Linked DNA regions of Zea mays: all the other regions are linked to region 1. Evidence: chromatin contacts called from public Hi-C data. All regions are on one chromosome and are shown on one strand. Each heading gives the region's core, a stretch centred on a gene start, on an enhancer-like site or on the middle of the called end of the contact. The rest is flanking DNA. Distances are from core to core; before and after follow the strand shown.

Region 1 (2,833 bases), core at 104-2,603:
AAAGAAAAAAATCCCCACATGTTAGCTAGCCTGTTGGGAGTGGTGTTGGCAAAATAGTAATTATACAATAGTTGTTGGCACCTTAGCTTAATGATTATACTCATAACATTGCAACACATTTCAATTATTGGTTTTATACATAATTTGCAGAAACTCTCGTATATCGTCTAGATCTCTACATAAGGTATTTGTCAAGCTTAATCTATTTTCCTAATAATGCACATACACAAGACGATTTGAAGAAATGCTCAAACTTGAGCACATGCTTAAGGAGTGCATCGATGCATGCACTAAATTATCGGCTAATTGACCGAGCTCGGCTTGGCTCGGCCACTCAACAAGCTGAAGGAGAAGGTTTGTCTCGCCTCGAAGTCGGCTCGCGAGCCGCCTCAACTCATGAGCTGCATCCATGTGGCTATGACATTATGCTCAAATAATAGGGTAGCAATAAATATGATATGCCATTTGTTCTCAATAATGATCAGTTATGTTTTTCAGGTTCAGGTTTAAAGAAATGTCCACAAATTTAGAATAAGTGCAGCAGTACAGTCTTCTTTCGATCAAGACTACTGGGTGCAGCGAAGATTGTTCTTATTGTCCTGACATCAAGATACAACACTGAATTGAAGGATTGATGGACAAGAATGTTGACGTAGCAAAAAAAGGTATTGTTATTATAGCAATGGATTTTTTAATAGACAAACTTTGCATGACTATCCTCATATAAAGATTAAAACAATGGATAGTTAAAGGTCAGGACAAATATGCAGTTTAGTGGGAAAATGAAATTTTCATTCAACGGGTCTTTTCGCCTGATTTTGGTCTATAATTTTGACTTTACAGATGAACCCGACAAGTAAGTCTGAAGCGCGATTAGGATCAAGAACATCAACAATTCCTACCCTTCATGGTTACAATCAATTGCCTCTACAAAGTTTTAAAGACCGCTTAATTTTAATTAACACCACAACACATGGCTATACAAATGTTATTGTTGCACTATTTTTCCCGTTGCAACGCACATGTATTTACCTAGTTGAAATAAAAGGAATGGTTGTTGAGGTAGTCATAGGAAAATGTATATTTGAATATTATTGTGGGATTTAAAGGGGCTGTGGAGGTGAAGAGAGATGTTAAAGTAGTCATAGGCCCTGTTTGGGACAGCTGCTGTTTGTTGAAAAAGCAGCTTATCTGATAAGCTGGTAAAAAGCAGCTTCTGCTTGTTGGCTGCTTTTAGTTCATTTTGAGAAGCAGCTGAACTGATAAGCTGCTGAAGAAGCTGTCTATTTGGCAGGACTTCAGCTTAAATTTGTGAAGAAGCTGAAAATAAGCTGTGCCAAACAGGGCCATAGACTCATAGCAGGAGATTGTTGAAGACAGTCTCAAAATCGGTCCGTCTGGGGATCCAATCCACATGCGAGCTGGACCCGCCGAGTGGCCCCCATGGCCTTGACTTATTTACCCTTTCCCTCTCCATCCTCCCCTTCCTTCTGATCGCCTCCTTCCCGTTCCCCGCAGCCGCCCAAACCCTAGCCCTAGCCCCTAGCCCCGCTGCCGGCAAGGCCGGAGCGCCCGGAGCCCCCGCTGGCCGGCCCCGGAGAAGACGTCCCATGCGGCTGTATCGCGCAGGGGAAATTTAGGTAACGCCCCCGCCCCTCGCCCTCCCCCTCCCCGTCCCACGTAGGGCTCGATCAGATCCGATCTGGTGGCACTTGCTGGAGGCGGCGTACGGATCCCCTAGGGTTAGGGTTTTCTTGGTTTCTTCAGATTTTGGGCGTCGTAGGCGACGTTCGCCTTGTGCTCTCGCCCTGCGTGGTTCGTCTGACCCTGTGGTGTGCTTGTTAATCAATTGTATTATATTTTCTGACAACCTTTGATGAACAGAAAAAAGGAAAAACAAAACAAATGATGTCTGTAGCAGTAGAATTGGGGTTTAGTGATGAATGCTGCATGCAATCCTTATGTTATCGCTTTGTTAGTAGCGGTGCCGTTACGCTTGCGGCTTCCTGGTTGGCCAATCTGGTGACAATGTCTAGCACCTGAGCCGTATAAGACTAAAGGAATCAATGTGGTCATCGGTTACTGGTGCGTTCCACATTCTGCTACTCCAAATTTTGGGATATTTTTAGTGCCAGCGTGCTCAGGAAACGGTCGGTCTTTATGCTCGTCTTCAGTGTAAAAGTTGTTTACCTTTTTAGTCACATTACTTTCTGTTCCTAGTACTGATTTTTTGTGCTGCTTTGCTTTGCACTAGCAATCTACTGATCTTGTGATTTGTCGTACTTCCGCATTCCAATGACTATGCATTCTATATCTAGTACAGCTTCATGTGTGCTTCTATGCTTTGCGTTAGTGGTATGACTATCATGTGCTTGCAGCTGCTTATCGAGCTCTTGATGACTTGGAAAATCTCTGCGTTTCAGGTGAATGTTACAAGCATGATGACTCAAACCCTGCAAGGGAAAGTTATGGCCTACACACCGAGCAGTTTTCCTGTTCAGCAACAGATTCTGCCGGAGGATCTTGAAATGCTTCAGCTGGATAACATGGACCAGGGTACCTCTCCGGTTCGTGCTGTCATCATTAAAAGAATGTAAGTTTGGAAGCCACCAGCATCAATACTAGTTTTGACTTGCAATTTTGTTGTTGCTGACTTGCTGTTAATATACGCGGCTCTGCACTTGCTGTCAACAAGAAAACATGTCACTACTGATACATGGTTCACACTGCTAATTCATTGCATTTGGTTCTTTTTTTCGCTCTTGAATGAGTTCATTTTCACATCTAATGTATTGTTGGCCATATGTTTGCAATTTGGCAATCCCATCCCCCA
Region 2 (2,833 bases), core at 94-2,593, 420 kb before region 1:
TGGAACAAGATGACAGCCAAACAGAACATGGAGATGTCATCCGACATGCCTTCCGAAGGAGACAGGCTACTGGATTCCAGTAACCATACAGTATGAGTTGAACAGCAGTCTCATAATTTTTGCGATACACAGATTCAGCACCATTCTTTTAGCGTGACCCATTTTTACGTCGACGGTTTAGATTTTGTATGTAGAGCTCAAAAGGCCAGGGATACGTAACAGGTTTCTATATAAAAAGTTGAAATTTGTTGGCACTACGGATGTAATCCTCTTGGAGGATGTGTACTTTTGTAACCCACTTGCATCCAACAGGAGGCATTTGTTGACACATTAAAGAAAAATAGTAATGCTGAAAATCATGAGTTTTTGGAACCGTAATTATCTCTTTTATCTTGTTCATTATCATATTCTTGGTGAGTACCGTATATCAGACAGACTGCTCGTGTGGGCATGACATTTCACGTCACCAGTTTATCGGATGGCTGAGACCTGATGAAGTAACATACAAGAAGCTGGGTCTAGTGGTATATGATTTGATGATCCAATCATTGTATCCATCCACCCACAGAATGAAGATATTTTGGAAATAAAAAAAAGGCCTGAACCCAGAACACAAATGGAACATTTAATACAAACATACTTTGTCTAATTACTAGCTAGAGCATGATCCATAAAAACATTAAGACACCAAGCACAAGCAGGTAAGCAATTATGCAGAAATGCTAGCTCCCAAAACAATCCTTGCATATATCCATGGCTCCATCCTTGCAGTAACTTGCATACATACATCTACTGCACTAGCACTACATCGGCGAGATTATTTAACTTGCATCTGTTCTTGACAGTCTACACAAGAAGAGGCGAACTGGATCATGTTCCATGTGCATTTGCTTAATCTGCACAAGAGACTAATTCTATATTACAAAAGCTACGGCGCCGAGAAGGCGTCGTCGAGCGGCCACGGGAGGTGCCGTTCGGTGCCGTCCATGCCGTCCGGCTCAGCGGACCGCGGCGGCGCCTGCACCATGGAGCGCAGCGTGTCGTGGAGGCGGTCGTGGCGCCTCCGGTGGCGGATGCGGCGCAGCACGGCGTCCCTGTCCAGCGCCCCCGCCCCGGGGCGCAGGTACAGGCAGCTCGTCACCGGCGCGGCCTCGACGACGCTGCCTTCGCCGTCGCCGTACCCGGCCGGCGGCGGCGCGTTCTTGGACACCATGGAGGACGACATGGCAAGGCAGGTGCTGGTTCCTCCCCCTGATGAGCTAGCTGGAGAACAGAGAGAGCAGGTACGCTAATGGCGACGTGAGGAGGGAGAGAGTGATGAGCGAGATTGAGAGGGGTGAAGTGAAGGTGGCATTGACGGAGCGTGTATTTATAGACGGCGATGGAGGTGGAGGGGGAGCTCAGCGTAATGACCACTCTAACCACAATTATTTTTACTCCTAATCATTCATTTGAAAATTGGAAAGGGACTCCAAGCTCGAAACAGGTAGCTGCCGGACATGGTTTCACGTGTCATCGCCGCCTGTTTGCTTTGTTTATTCGTCTCATCAGCCATTGACAGTTTGACACTGTGATGATCCATGATGACTCCTCCAGCACATTCGACCGTCCTCTCCTTCACCTTTTTACTGCCTGCTAATGGCACGCGTGTGCTCCCAGATGCGTGCTGTCACCCGCCAAGGGCAGCCAGTAAAAAAGGCCGGGAGGTAGGATCCTAAAATTAGTTGTAGTGTAGGGATTCTACATTCTAAACCGTCTAGTTAAAGCGTTAGCTAATGCTAATTGGCAGATGCACCTTTATTAACTAATAATTAGTCTATTAGAGCATCTCCTAGTCTTTCTAAATTCCACTCTCTAAATTATTATTTGAAGAGTTATTTATATAAATACCACTTTTTATATTTTTTAACCTCCAACGTTTTTTCTATATCTTTTTTACACTCTAGAGAGCTATTCACGTTTTCTATCTTTGGCTAGTAAGAAACACGAAATAGAAGATAGCTATATTTAGATAATCATTTAAATAAGATGTTTCCAGGTATTTTTTTTCACATAAATCTATATTTATATCAGTTAGGGTGGGAGAATATAGAGAGTCTCTAGGAGTTGCTCTTAATGGAGTTAGAATAACTGAAATGAACTGTAACTTGACAAAAGATAGTATTGCCCCTTATCCTTTCAACGTAGCCCTCGCTCCTCGATCTTCACCCGACGCTCGCCCGACCTAATCACTCGTTGGCAGAAGGCCATACTCGCCCGAATCGTCGCTGCTTCACAGAAACGATGTGCTCGGTTCCTATTTATTTTCCCAATCTAGTTCAATTTGTATCACTCTTCGAGAATTTTTGTAATCTTGTTGGTTTGGAACTCTCTAACACTAGCTTGTTCATTCTTGTTTACATCTGAGCTAGTGGTTAGTGTTGTTCTCGCAATTTTTACTTGTGTAGTAAATTACTTGCTCTCTTGTGCTATTAAGCTTGTGTTGCTTAGTAGCTTTGTTTAAATTTGTGTTACCTAGCTTGTGTAGTTTTGCTAGTAGAGTTGTGTTAGTAGCATCTCCAACAATAACCTATACTCGATACTCGTTTTGGATGCAATGCGGGAGAATACCTTTATATGGATGACCATCTTCTCAAACGTGTGTTTGGATACCTGGTTGGACACGATAACATTAAGGTATCTTCTTCCGGGCGAGTGCGTAACCAAACGTGCACTTAGATTCCCATTTTTGTATATTCTTGTTGGAGTTAGCCTTAGAGCCAAGCCATAAAGCAACGTTTTCGTGCTGCCAAATAGCTTGCTATATTATACTCTCTCTGCCCTAAATTAAAAT
Region 3 (2,833 bases), core at 96-2,595, 320 kb before region 1:
TCGCCATTTCACTATCCAAGAATACCATCAGTAGCAAAATACAATATTTTTCAGAAATAGATGTTGGACTGAAACAATTGAGATCACAACCGTCACATCTTACCAAACCTTACTATTTGTGCGCCTCACGCAAATGAAAATCTCAATCCAAAGGGGGAGGAAAAGAAACAGAGGATGTGGATTTGTACCTCTTGGCAAGACACGGGGAAGTGAGGTTTGATAAGTTCCTTGATTTCAACAAATAAGTTCGAAACGTGGAAACCATGACAATATAAATTGTTCAAACATAATAGAAGTTCTTAAGTAAATACAAGATTACAGTACAAGTTGTTAGCAGAAACGGCAGGAAAAACGAAGTAGATCAACCAACAAATCACAGAGCACGACACACAGATTTACGTGGAAAACCCTTCAATGCGAAGGGAAAAACCACAGGCACCAGCCAGGCGAAACCTTCACTAATATGTGGACTGTTTATAGAACGTCGTTCGTAAACAGCGGCTTTCAAGAGGAGTAAATAATGACCATGCACAACAAACCCTAATTAGGGTCACTAATATATACCGCTCGCCAACACGGCCTCCATATGCAGAATTTAAATCACAAACCCTAACTAGGGCTTTAGCTTTACTACGTGCATCATTTTTAGCCACTCACAATCTCACCGTTTCTTGTCACTCTTGAGACCCAAACCATAAGGGGATTTCCAACTGCTTTTCAAAAGTTATTTACTCTCTTATTATTATCGCACTGATGGTACCAATTCGGTGAATTCTATTCGCTGGTCAGTCGTAGTAATGTCACCACACCCTTCAAGAAATGTCATGGAACTGAGCTGCATCCCGTGTCTCTACTAAAACTAAAATTTAGTTGCAAGATACGGGTAGAACAAATGCTCCTACTTTTCTTTCTATCCCTGAGAACACTAGCACAGGTTCGTATAGGGTACCAGAAACTCTTCTACGTGGCATTCATACGCAGAATCACAAATTCATATTTCACAATCACCAATGACTCACGAGAGATGCAGAGGCAGAGCAGCAGGAGTAGATGCAGGACACCAAAGCAGCGGCGGCGGGCACTGGCCCACTGGGAAAGGCAGGGGCGCTGTCAGCTCGGCCACGGTGCAGCTGTGCTGGAGGATGGAGACGGGCGGCCTAGCGGAGTCCAGCTCCGGCGGCACCGCAGCGTGGAGGCGAAGGCGCTTGAGTGGACGGCGTCGGGGTCACGGCAGATGGGCCGGAATCGGCTTCTCATCTGTCAGCATTGCGGCGGCTCGGTTGGGCAACTTTATGAGTAGAAGCCGCCGGCGACCGTCCGTCTGTCAGGATCGCCGTGCGGGCTTGCGGCCGCCAAGGAAGGGAAGGGAATCGACAAGGGCACACTTAGAGATGTGAGATGTCAATTGAGATTTCCACTGGGGATCGTGCAGGGGCACAACTACCAGGTAGACTGGCGGCGTGGGGCACATATACCAGGTGTTGGTGGCAGCGCAGCATGCGGGGGTAGTGCAACCAGGCGGCGGCGCGGCACACAGAGCGGCGTGGCTGCAAGGGAGGCTGGGTCGCTGGGAGCACCGAGCGGCAGCACAAGCGTGGCTACGGTAGGGGTGAAAATGGAAGTACGTGTGTATCTTATTCTAATGTATTTTAATTGGATTCTAAATCGGTTAGTTAGAAATAACTAACCGAGACTGCGAATATAAGGTTAACTTGTCCCTTATGGTTCGGGTTGATAATGAATGATTGTCAACGGGTAACACTATAGGGTAGTCAGTGGATTGAACGAGTATGCGATTATGTATGTACTGTAACAATGTTGGTCGATTTAAGGTGTGCAGGAATGGAGTACATGGACGGTGGTCGACGACTGAGATGAATGTCATGTGGCTTGTGCTGATGGACCTGGACCAGAAGCGGTGAAAGACGAGTGTTGGGTCTTGGCTGACATACCGGAGCAGCGGGATGACAAACTGTGGTGGCTAACACACGCACTCGCGCGAGTACGTGGTGGAGCGGGCCGTGTTGCCGACACGGTCGAGGACCGGCGGGACACATGTCTAGGTCGTGGGAACGCGCACGCGGTGTGATACTCATGACGGTTTTGTGGTTTGGCCTCAAAACCACACAGCATGTTTTGATGAGTTTGGGCCTCAAAACTCGGTGGCGACACATGGCATCACAGTGAAGGTGCGTTAAGACGAAGCAACTTCGTATGGAGCGTGTGGCCGTCGGATCGAAAACATAGGAGTTGCTCAATTTCACCCTCGGTGGAGTGGATAGGCTCTATGTAAATAGGGGTAGTTTAGAAAATGGAAATAATCCTCTATAAATAGAGGGGAGGGCTGTTGTTACAGCTATCTATTGATTGTCATTTTGTTTAGAGCACTTGTTTAGAACTCCTAGTTTCCTCTCACCAGTTGAGCCGAGGGATCCGCAATTTTGTAATTGTCGACTGTGCTCTTGCTTTGCAAAGTTTAATCCGAGGAAGGATCACCGTTACATCCCACGGGTTTTGGTCACTTCTACATCTCAGTTTTGCATCCTTGCTAAAATTTAGAGTTGTTACGATCTCATGTTCTTCCCTTTCCTTCTCTCGTGAATTTGTGAAGAACCTTTGAGTTCTTGTGATATGGGTGCTATTGGGGATTGGTTTGAGGAGATAGACTCTTTGGATCACTGCGTACGCCCCTTACAGTGTAGTTCTTGGTCGTGATCCGAATTGATTCTTCTTTGAGTTCGTTTTGAGAAAACCCCCACAAAAACCCATCACTCTCGGGTTTTCTGATATGCGCTTCGATTTTTTATTTGTTCGGGTTCATACTTCACCAGTA

The links. A called contact is a pair of places that touch in the nucleus more often than the background predicts.
Region 2: a contact with region 1 is called in a Hi-C map of ear, with 2.6 times the contacts expected there. The contact joins the promoter of LOC100274980 here to the promoter of LOC103650456 in region 1. A contact is called at or near these places in 2 of 25 Hi-C or Micro-C datasets (ear and tassel).
Region 3: a contact with region 1 is called in a Hi-C map of ear, with 2.4 times the contacts expected there. The contact joins the promoter of LOC100381451 here to the promoter of LOC103650456 in region 1. A contact is called at or near these places in 3 of 25 Hi-C or Micro-C datasets (bundle sheath, ear and tassel) and 1 of 3 datasets of contacts at active chromatin or transcription factors (leaf).

The regions. Positions count from the first base shown.
Region 1 is chr3:115,896,894-115,899,726 of Zm-B73-REFERENCE-NAM-5.0, reverse strand. It overlaps LOC103650456 (probable histone acetyltransferase HAC-like 3), which reads left to right and starts at 1,353. Exons shown (of 17, transcript XM_008676047.3): 1 at 1,353-1,640; 2 at 2,424-2,593. The coding sequence starts at 2,439.
Region 2 is chr3:116,317,646-116,320,478 of Zm-B73-REFERENCE-NAM-5.0, reverse strand. LOC100274980 reads right to left here and starts at 1,343. Exons shown (of 1, transcript NM_001149211.1): 1 at 728-1,343. The coding sequence starts at 1,225. The coding sequence ends at 929. LOC100284958 (EXS, C-terminal) reads left to right here. Exons shown (of 13, transcript NM_001157853.2): 13 at 1-372. The coding sequence ends at 96.
Region 3 is chr3:116,216,488-116,219,320 of Zm-B73-REFERENCE-NAM-5.0, reverse strand. It overlaps LOC100381451 (Putative pentatricopeptide repeat-containing protein), which reads right to left and starts at 1,345. Exons shown (of 3, transcript NM_001322812.2): 1 at 1,020-1,345.